Linked DNA regions of Oncorhynchus mykiss: region 1 is linked to region 2. The links are chromatin contacts, called in public Hi-C maps. All regions are on one chromosome and are shown on one strand. Each heading gives the region's core, a stretch centred on a gene start, on an enhancer-like site or on the middle of the called end of the contact. The rest is flanking DNA. Distances are from core to core; before and after follow the strand shown. Region 1 holds the start of LOC110490906 (E3 ubiquitin-protein ligase MARCHF6). Region 2 holds the start of LOC110489575 (NADH dehydrogenase [ubiquinone] 1 beta subcomplex subunit 4).

Evidence for each region. Hi-C and Micro-C count contacts between places; a contact is called where the count stands out from the background.
Region 1: a contact with region 2 is called in a Hi-C map of liver, with 2.6 times the contacts expected there. The contact joins the promoter of LOC110490906 here to the promoter of LOC110489575 in region 2. A contact is called at or near these places in 2 of 3 Hi-C or Micro-C datasets (blood and liver).

Annotation. Positions count from the first base shown.
Region 1 is chr15:10,708,073-10,712,963 of USDA_OmykA_1.1, reverse strand. LOC110490906 (E3 ubiquitin-protein ligase MARCHF6) reads left to right here and starts at 1,829. Exons shown (of 26, transcript XM_036943695.1): 1 at 1,829-2,199; 2 at 2,811-2,910; 3 at 4,539-4,612. The coding sequence starts at 2,175. It overlaps cmbl (carboxymethylenebutenolidase homolog), which reads right to left and starts at 1,588. Exons shown (of 6, transcript XM_021562310.2): 1 at 1,467-1,588; 2 at 460-674; 3 at 236-343. The coding sequence starts at 674. It overlaps trnat-agu (a tRNA gene), which reads right to left and starts at 1,550; the gene lies at 1,477-1,550.
Region 2 is chr15:10,440,766-10,445,553 of USDA_OmykA_1.1, reverse strand. LOC110489575 (NADH dehydrogenase [ubiquinone] 1 beta subcomplex subunit 4) reads right to left here and starts at 1,899. Exons shown (of 3, transcript XM_021562305.2): 1 at 1,523-1,899; 2 at 1,056-1,199; 3 at 69-229. The coding sequence starts at 1,699. The coding sequence ends at 167. LOC110489573 (proteasome maturation protein) reads right to left here. Exons shown (of 6, transcript XM_021562303.2): 4 at 4,695-4,788; 5 at 4,475-4,568; 6 at 4,180-4,385. The coding sequence ends at 4,318.

The sequences.
Region 1 (4,891 bases), core at 580-3,079, 270 kb before region 2:
GACTACTTTCTGGCCAATGGAATGGCGTCTGGCTTTCTGCGACAACTCTCTGGCATAAGGGAGTGGAGTCTGCTTTCTGAGACTACTCTCTGGCATAAGGGAGTGGAGTCTGCTTTCTGAGACTACTCTCTGGCATAATGGAGTGGAGTCTGCTTTCTGAGACTACTCTCTGGCATAATGGAGTGGAGTCTGCTTTCTGAGACTACTCTCTGGCCAATGGGAATGTTTGCATTACTTGTTGATATTGGTGGGCTTCTTGTCCTCCAGCCACTGCTGAAAGGTAGACCAATCTTGTGATGGACTCCATGGCTCCTTTCCAACGTAGAAGTCAGGACACACTGCACTGAGGGGAGATAGACAGCCAGCATGACAATACTGGTAATACTTGTACTGTAATTCGCCAGTAAATGCCAGGTATACAGTAAGTAGCAACATTGTTAAGTATGCATTGTTACGTACGTGTATCCATTGGAGGCCAGCATGTCAGCCATGTATCTGGTGTTGGGTAGCTGCCAGCCATAGATGTCCTGGATGATGATGACGGCCTTGTCTGAATCAGAGGGAGGCTTCACCAGGTAGGCCTTGATGTGTTCTATCTGGACCTCCTGGCCAACACCTCCATACTCCATCATGTATCCCATGTCACATGGACACGGCTTCGCCTCATTGGCCATCTGGAAAGAGATAACATCGAGAATCACCCACATAGCCATACAAACACATACTGGTACACTGAAACACATGGGTTGTATTCATCGATACAGGGATACGGAATCCTTTGACATAAGTAGGTAATTATTATAAAAATGTTCCCACTCATTGCGGAGTGCGTCACGCTGACTCTGCTCTAGAGGGCAACATAGCCTACAAGCCTCAGTTATTTCCACATACAATGGAAAGGCCATAAAATCGTCAAGACTCCAGGCACCCAAGTCATAGACTGTTCTCTCTGCTACCGCACGGCAAGCGGTACCGGAGCACCAAGTCTAGGACCAAAAGGCTCCTTAACAGCTTCTACCCCCCCAAGACATAAGACTGCTGAACAACTAATCAAATGGCCACCGGACTATTTACATTGACCCCCCCTCTCTCCATTTGTTTTGTACACTGCTGCTACTCGCTGTTTATTATATATGCATAGTCACTTCACCCCTACCTACATGTACAAATTACCTCAACTAACCGGTACCCCCGCGCACTGACTCTAAAAAATAGTATATTTCTCCCCTTCCCGTTAGAGTTTAGTTTTCTTCCGCGGTGGAAAAGTGAAAAATATGTGAATGGCTGACTAGAAGGAACGCCCTCTTCGACGGCGTGAGCGTCGTTCCCAGTCCGAAGTTCAAACCCACCAAAATGGATCATTTTATAATCTGCATTTTGAGTGTAGAAAATGTAAACGTGTAATAATCATTCAATTCGCCTTAGCCGAGTTGTAACTGGGACAATTTCGAACTGTACAAACCTACCGTCTCAAAAAGGCACTGCTGAGATTCGAACTCAGGATCTCCTGTTTACTAGACAGGCGCTTTAACCAACTAAGCCACAGCGCCACTGATGCCATGTGCGTTAGAGATATTAACAATTCTTGACCTGGCTTTGGTAATGTGAGAATTTGTTGTAAAGTCAGCTGTGTGCAGTTTGCAATTACATTCCGAGATGAACAGTAAATACCATAACGGGTTAACGCGGTGGTGCAGGCATCAATTTAAAGAAATGGGATTCAGTCACAGATATATCGGTATGATGTAGTACCGGCTAAATACCGCAGGATGTCACTATCTACACGGGCCAGAAACCACAAAATGGTACCATGTGACGCAGATTCCGGATGACCGCTGACGGAAAACGGCGCACACTGTCGCAAGGTATCACTTGTGTCGGGTACATTTCTTATTCGTCGCCTCTATCGTGTTGAATTTGCAAGGAAAAGGTCTGCTAGCGATCTCGGTTTGACAATCGCTACCGGTCCAACATACATGGTCCGAGCGTGTCACGAAACAGGAGGGATTCTGGTGTTCAAAGTGGACACCATTTTATGATAGTCAATGTATCGGACTTCAAGGATAGTCTGATCCAGATCGGCTAAAAACAGTGCCGTTCGCGTTGTGGATGGGTGTGCGATAGCAAACTAACGTTACTGTATAACTCCAAAAAAGAGGGGCAGAGCCTCATCTATGAAGATGGACATTGCAGATGAAGGTACATTTTTTTATTTTTTTACAGTCCACTAACGTTGGCTAGCTAAGTTAGCTTAGTGAAACTAGCCAGTTACTCTGTACTCGGTCTCCAAGGCAAAGGTGGTCTCCAACTAACGTTACCTTTCCAACGTCTGTTTTCAGCACATTTTCCGTACACTGACACCCACACAGTGACACCAGTTAGGGCCTGGCTAGAAGCAATCGATCATCAATGAGCTACCAGTAGCTAGCTAGACCGGGGCTAATTAGTTATATAACCTAGCACATTTCCCCAGTACAGATAATTGATGCGGCTGCTAACACTGGCATGTTAGTTGGTTAAGCTAACGTAATGTAGCTAGCTACAGTAGCGAGGTAATCAATGAAACGTAGCTAACTCCATAGCAAGCTAGCTATTTATTAGCTGATGTCTGCTCTCATGGCTGGTGTTACCATTTATCTTGTCAGTGTAAAGCTAACTACAATATTGTTTGATTAAGCACTGGGACAATTCATTAGGTAGCTTCAAATCGATTGCTACTACAGAAGGCTGTTCTTCCTATGTGTAGGCGGTGTGTGTGTGTCGTCTTGTCTGTCTCTCTGAACCAATGGACAAACATCTTCTCTGTGTAGGGGATATATGTCGCGTGTGTCGTTCAGAGGGGACCCCAGACAAACCCTTGTACCACCCCTGTGTCTGTACTGGCAGCATCAAGTTCATCCACCAGGAATGGTGAGTGTCTCTCTCTCTCTCTACCTCTCTACCTCTCTGTCTCTCTCTACCTCTCTACCTCTCTGTCTACCTCTCTACCTCTCTGTCTCTCTCTCTCTCTGTCTCTCTCTCTCTCTCTCTGTCTCTCTCTCTCTCTGTGTCTCTCTCTCTGTCTGTCTGTCTGTGTCTCTCTCTCTCTACCTGACTCAATCACTGTCAACTCCTGTCCTGATGAATGATTGACACGGCTTGGGAACATGCAGTCATCAGGAACAATTACAAACATTGTCATTGAATTCCAACCTCAAGATTGTTTTACACTTAAGTGCACTTACTATCAGGAGTCAACTATATACTGTTTTTTTATTATTTTTACCCATACTGTATTATATACTGTACCAGTATTTATAATCAAACTATAGCCTAGCCCCCACACCAGCTTCCAGTACTAGCCATAGAGAGACCTACTTACTCCTCTGATATAATGGCCATAGGAGAATCACATTTGACTCAGTAGGATGAGGTAATGTTGATATAGACACAGCATAGGGCCTCGCTATTGCCTAAGACAGTCCTGAGGCCATTATGTTGACGCGTGTCCCAAGTGATCATCCCACTTATGTTGCTGCAATCACAGCTGTTTTCTCTGCCATGTGGATCTAACAAAGGAAAAACAATTAACAATAAAGCAAAGGATAAGGGACTGTGAAAGTTTCTGATCTGTCATTTACTGTGCTAGCGCTAGTGATGAGAAGCAGTCGGGACACTATTGAACTACTATAATGTGGTTTACTGCCATGGTTTACTACTGCAGAAACATAATAAAAGCCTTCGGGTGTGGTTACACAGTTACTACAGGCGTGGTTACACATTTGTGGTCTGCTGAGCCGGGTACAGAAGTGCATTGGAGCACTGTGTCATCATTCCATTTCTGGTACCGTCTGCTCTGGCATAATGTCAGTGATCTCCAGAGGGCCCTGTTGGTTCACACACGATTCATCCAGATGTACAGGAAGGTAACCACGGCGTAGTTAGTTACATGGAACTTGGGGCTCCCGGGTGGCCCAGCGGTCTTAAGGCACTGCATCTTAGTGCTAGATGCATCACTACAGATCCTGGTTCGATTCCAGGCCGTATCATAACTGGCCTTGATTGGGAGTCCCATAGGGTGGCGCACAATTGGCCAAGCGTCGTCCAGGTTTGGGTTTGGCCGGGGTAGGCCGTCATTGTAAATAAGAATTTGTTCTTAGCTGACTTGCCTATTTTAAATAATAAAACACTATGTAACTTGGGTTGTCTTGGTGTTATTAACATATAGTCTAGTCCTAACTGGCAGTAATAACAATATCATGAGGATTCAAATCAGTGTTTTTAGGATCCTCTGTGTGTACCAGTTGTCATTCACCAGGCGTGCGTGAGACAGAAATATCTCATTCTTAATATATTGCAAAGTAGGAGCACATAATCACCAATGCTAGACAGCTCAGGGCTGCAGTAGCAAGCGTTGTACTGCGTATTAAAGAAAGCATTACGAAGTGTTAAACGTCTGAATGAGTCGACTGCTGTGTGGTATGAACAAGTCTTTTTAGGGTGTTCAGTTAGTTCCTCACCTAACATTCACCGCTCTTACCTTTTGTTGTTGTTTACAGTTTGGTCCAGTGGCTGAAGCACAGCAGGAAGGAGTACTGTGAATTATGCAAGCACAGATTTGCTTTCACACCAAGTAAGTACCCGTCTGTGGCATTGACCTGTCAGTCTCAGAAATGTGCGCTGTTGCAAGAGGTTGACTTCAGACTGGGATGCTCTGTCATTGAATACACTCTTAGGTAAAAAGGGGTTTTACCTGGAACGCAAAAGGGTTCTACCTGGAACCCAAAAGGGTTCTACCTGGAACCCAAAAGGGTTATACCTGGAACCCAAAGGGGTTCTTCAAAACGTCTCAACCTCCTATTTTTGCTCTGTTATTTATAAATTATTGTCTCATCCCTCTATCTGCTCTGCT
Region 2 (4,788 bases), core at 650-3,149:
TTTTCACCACTCTGCTGCTCATGTCATTCACAGCCCATGTATGTTTGTAATGACAGGCAGACATTTGATTTGCTTTTTCAACAAAATTAAATTTTATTCAGTTAATAAGATACACACTGACATTAAATCTACAATACTTTACAATGGAAGTCTGCAATGAGCAAACTCAGTAGGCGAGCTTGAACTTGCGGTCGTAGGTCCCAGCTTTGATCTGCTCCTCCTTCTTGTCCTGCGGGGGGGGGGGGGGGGGGGTTAATGAGGTTACGATGGCAGAGCGAAAGCATTGTCACCTAAGCCAGGGTTTCCCAAACTCATTTCTGCTCTGGTTTTTGCCCTAGCACTACACAGCTGTTTTAAATAATCAAAGCTTGATAATGAGTTATTTGACTCAGCTGTGTAGTGCTTAGCTAAAACCAAAAAGACTGCGTTTGGGAAGCCCTGCTCTAAGCAACCTCTTGGTGGCGTGTTTATAACAGTGTGAGCCTCAGTACCCAGGTCTGTGACAGCTCTCTGATTCAGAGAGAGGATCTTAGTCTACATGGCACCACCATTGTTATGTCACAAAGAATGGTGGCGGAGTAGAAGATGAACTTCGAACACATGCTAGGCTTCGCCCTGACTTAAATATTTGGCAGAAATCTTGAAACTATTATGGAGTCAGACAAAGCTTCAAAGTGTGTTTGCTTCCAATAATGCAAAAATTATAATTTCACCATGTTGATGAGCTAAGATGAATTTACTGTCTCTGAGGGCTCATACTCCAATCACTTCTGTATTAGACAGCCAATGTGTCTGTTCAATGGATGACTTTAGTGGGCACAGTCTGGTGGCCCTGTACAAGTTTGCCTTCATAATATAGGTAGGAACACTTTCCTAATATTGAGTTGCTTACGGTTAAGTCATGTTAAAAAATAAAAAAAACCTAAGTGGTAGATCTCATTTTGTATTTTGACTCAGTGATCTTGACCACTGGTGTAAAGGCTAGGGTGTATTTGGAACAGACCCCTAATGTCAGGGAACAAGTAGGTTAAGGGTTGGTGTCATCTCATCCATACCCTGTCCGTCTTCAGAACGTAGTACAGGACGAAGAGGGGAACCACTCCAAAGAGCCCACCTAGCAGCGACGTCTTCTTGGTGGCTCTGAAGTGGTTGTAGGGGTTGGTGCGTGCATACACCCAGCGTGTCAAGGCAGGGTCTTCCTTGAAGCACAAAAAACAGCACGTCAATAATGATGGCCATTCTTTGAGAGTGGGTGCCAGTCTTATTGCAGTCAACTACTATCGTGGTAAAAACGGTTGAATTCAGAAACAGTCATGTTCCCCCAGAATACAATTAACTGAATACAACAATCCATCACAAATTCGTTTAAATAGCAAACTTATTCCGAAATAGTAACACCAAAGTCACATCAACAAAAGTAACGTTAGTTAGCAAACACCATCAATAGCATTACCTCTGGGTGAACTGTGGGTCTGACATTCGCAAGCTAGCTAGCGTTAGCATGTTAGCTCACTCTACTTACAATAAGCTCTTTTCTGTGCGGGTTGTTTAGCTGCATCTGATATTGTCTCTTCAGCTGGGCCCTTAAACCAGCCCTCTCCTCCTCGGCACGTCTCTGGTCCAGCGAAAGGTTGAAATATTCAGCTGGGTCCAACGTTTTTGGCCGAGTGGCCAAGGGCGCTTCGCGGTAGTCCGCCATGTTTGTGAGTAGAGACCAATGACCGTAGAGACAGACAACGAGATTAGATTACCACAAAGTATCGCGTTCTCTTCCAGCAGCGGAGTTTTCAATGGCAACACAAAGCATTCCACACGAATCTGGGGGGGTTAGTGGGGGTTGTCAAATTTTGAGTTGAACGTTTTTTTTCCAGAATTCCCAGTTGTCTTGAACTCACTGAAGTCAAGTTTTCGCAGTTACGAGTCAGCAATTGTTTTGAGCGTGGCACAAATCATGCTTCATTGACAGCATGGCCAATGTTGAATGTTTATCATTTTAAACTTGTTAGACACTTAATCCCAGATTTTGGACCACACGGCCCCTCCACTGAATGGCAGGCTAGTGATTGCTTTACAATGCTTGCAGTTAGCCACTTGTCACTGATTCCTTCCAAACCACTCATTGTTGAATTTGCAACTTGTTGTGTAATGTTTGTCCAATGGCCGATGAGCACCGATACATTTTATCTATAATTTCTCATTATTTCTCTTCATATGACAAGGATTAAAAAGGATTTGCCAGAAAATTGTCAACTTGATTCATGATGATTACTCCTAGCTAAGATTTTGAAAGTATGATGTTGACATGATCAGTCCAATCAAAGCTACTGCAGATATAACATAACAAGCCAGGCTGAAACACCTGCATTTTTGTAGATATAACATAACAAGCCAGGCTGAAACACCTGCATTTTTGTAGATATAACATAACAAGCCAGGCTGAAACACCTGCATTTTTGTAGATATAACATAACAAGCCAGGCTGAAACACCTGCATTTTTGTAGATATAACATAACAAGCCAGGCTGAAACACCTGCATTTTTGTAGATATAACATAACAAGCCAGGCTGAAACACCTGCATTTTTGGAGCTTATTTACTCAAGAAAGCAAAAAGAGACCATGTTTGTATGCAGCTTTATTAACTCAATTACTATTATTTTTTTGACATTGTTTGCAAATTGATACTGTATGTGACATGTATTAATGCCAAAATAACATGCAAAACAGGTAAGCCCCACCCGAAGTGGTCAATGACTTTCCACCCAACTTCCTTATCAGCATGGGCATGTCCAAAACGATGAACTGCTTTCAAACGGAGTGGAATGAGATGGTGCACAAATGTCTGTTTAATGCAGAGGATGTGGGGCTAGGTTCCAGATGTGTACACTCAAAAACATTTTATTACAGCGAGATGAAAAACAGAGGGAGAATAGACAAACAGCCTCAGCAGCGGGACAAGCTCCAAAAAGTCAGAGATTTCCACCGTCTCCAGTACAGGTGAGTGGGCCAGGAGAAGAAAAGACTGAAGATATTAGAAAGCTGAAGACACAAGGTAAGATGTGATGAATATCCTGCTCACCCTTTATGTATCAAGGCATTTTATATCCCTAATAGTAACTCAAACTACTAAATGTATGATCAAGTTACTGTTTACTTTTTTCACAATAAAACATCTCTTGGCCCACACCCTGCTTGTCAGCTACCTGGCTCTACACACAAGCAAACTAGTGGTTGCCTCAGCTGGTGACGACCAGCTCTGTAGGCTTCCTGAAGGAGAGCTGATTTGTAGAGGCCAGGGCACAGCGAGGGCTCTCTGGGGTTAACTTCCACCCTGACAGGGCTAAGCTAGGGGCCACTGGTGGGACTCCAGGTTCCAGATATGGGACCTTTCTGAGGGCCGCTGTGTGCTGACCCCAGAGAGCCACTAGGGGCTGCTCCTTCCATTCCGGTGGAGACTTTGTGGCCTCCTGCTCCCTTGATGACACAGTTTGTTAGGAAATAAATATTTCCTGTTCTTCTACCAAACTTGGCACACACATGCTGACTGTGTTGAGGTAATGTGTGCCATCATATTTGTAGACATGATGATTATCCATATTATAATGGTGTGGGACCTGCAGAGAGGTGCCGCTACAGTCACACTGGTTCTATCAACAGTGTAGTTCCTCCCCTAGCCTGCCCACCTCCTCGGCTGAAGACTGTCCTTGTGGGACACTCGAACCGCCATGTGCCTAGACATTCTACGGCTTCCGCAGCTCCATCAACCACATCTCACTCAGCTCCACTGGTGACCTCATCACGTACTACAATTCCCATGACTGTCATGCTGTGGGATGTCAGCAGACGTGTTCACTATGGAGACGGGGACGCAGCCTAGCAACTGGATGGCTTTCTGCCCCGTCGGGCCGGATGCTGGCAGTCGTTGGGGACGAGGTGAGGGTGGTAGATTGGACGTGACCGCAAGTGGCGTGTGTGCTGAAGCACGAGGACCTGGTGCAGTGTTTTTTTTGTACCACAAGGGGGGGACCAACAGTCAGGGGTACCTGACAGATGTGTGTGGTCGTAATGGATAAGATTCATAAGAGTTAAAAAAAAAGTTGCAATGCATATTATGCTTAAGTGTGTATTTCTATAAATTCAATGAACAGGCAAGCATACATCAAAAACACTAGCCCACACCTGTAATAGATCAACAACATGGTTGAGTTATAGGATTTATTAGAAACAAAGGAATCCAACGATACGAGAGTCTTGAGTGCTGTCTCATATAAGGAAGTGAACAGAGGGCAAACACAAACATCCGGGGGTCTGACGGCTCTCACATCAGGCCCAGCTTATACTCCATCATGATGTGGGGCTCACCCACCATCTCACTTTGGGATGGGTCTGCAGGAAGATGGACACAAAATAGTGCTAAGTTGACATTAGTTTAACTTCTTTCTGCTGCTGTCTCGTCTGTATACAGTGTCTCTTACCGTTGAGGATGTCCTCAAAGCTGATGCTCTCATCGTTCCCTTTGAGAGTGTCCAGGGCCAGGTGTGAGCTTTGCAGGAATGGAAGGCGCTGGATCTGAGAAGGGAGAGAGAGAGAAGGGACAGGGAAAGTGGTAAGGGATAAGTGGGAAAGTTGCTTATTTCATTTTCACCAACACTATTCTTTGTTTTCAATGAAGATCAGAGAGACATGTGTGTCTACCTGTCTGGCTGCCCTGTACTCCATCTGCAGTTTCAGGGGAGCGTGGAGGCCCTGGATGTTTCTGAGGTTGGAGAAGTTCATCTTGTCCTGGTTC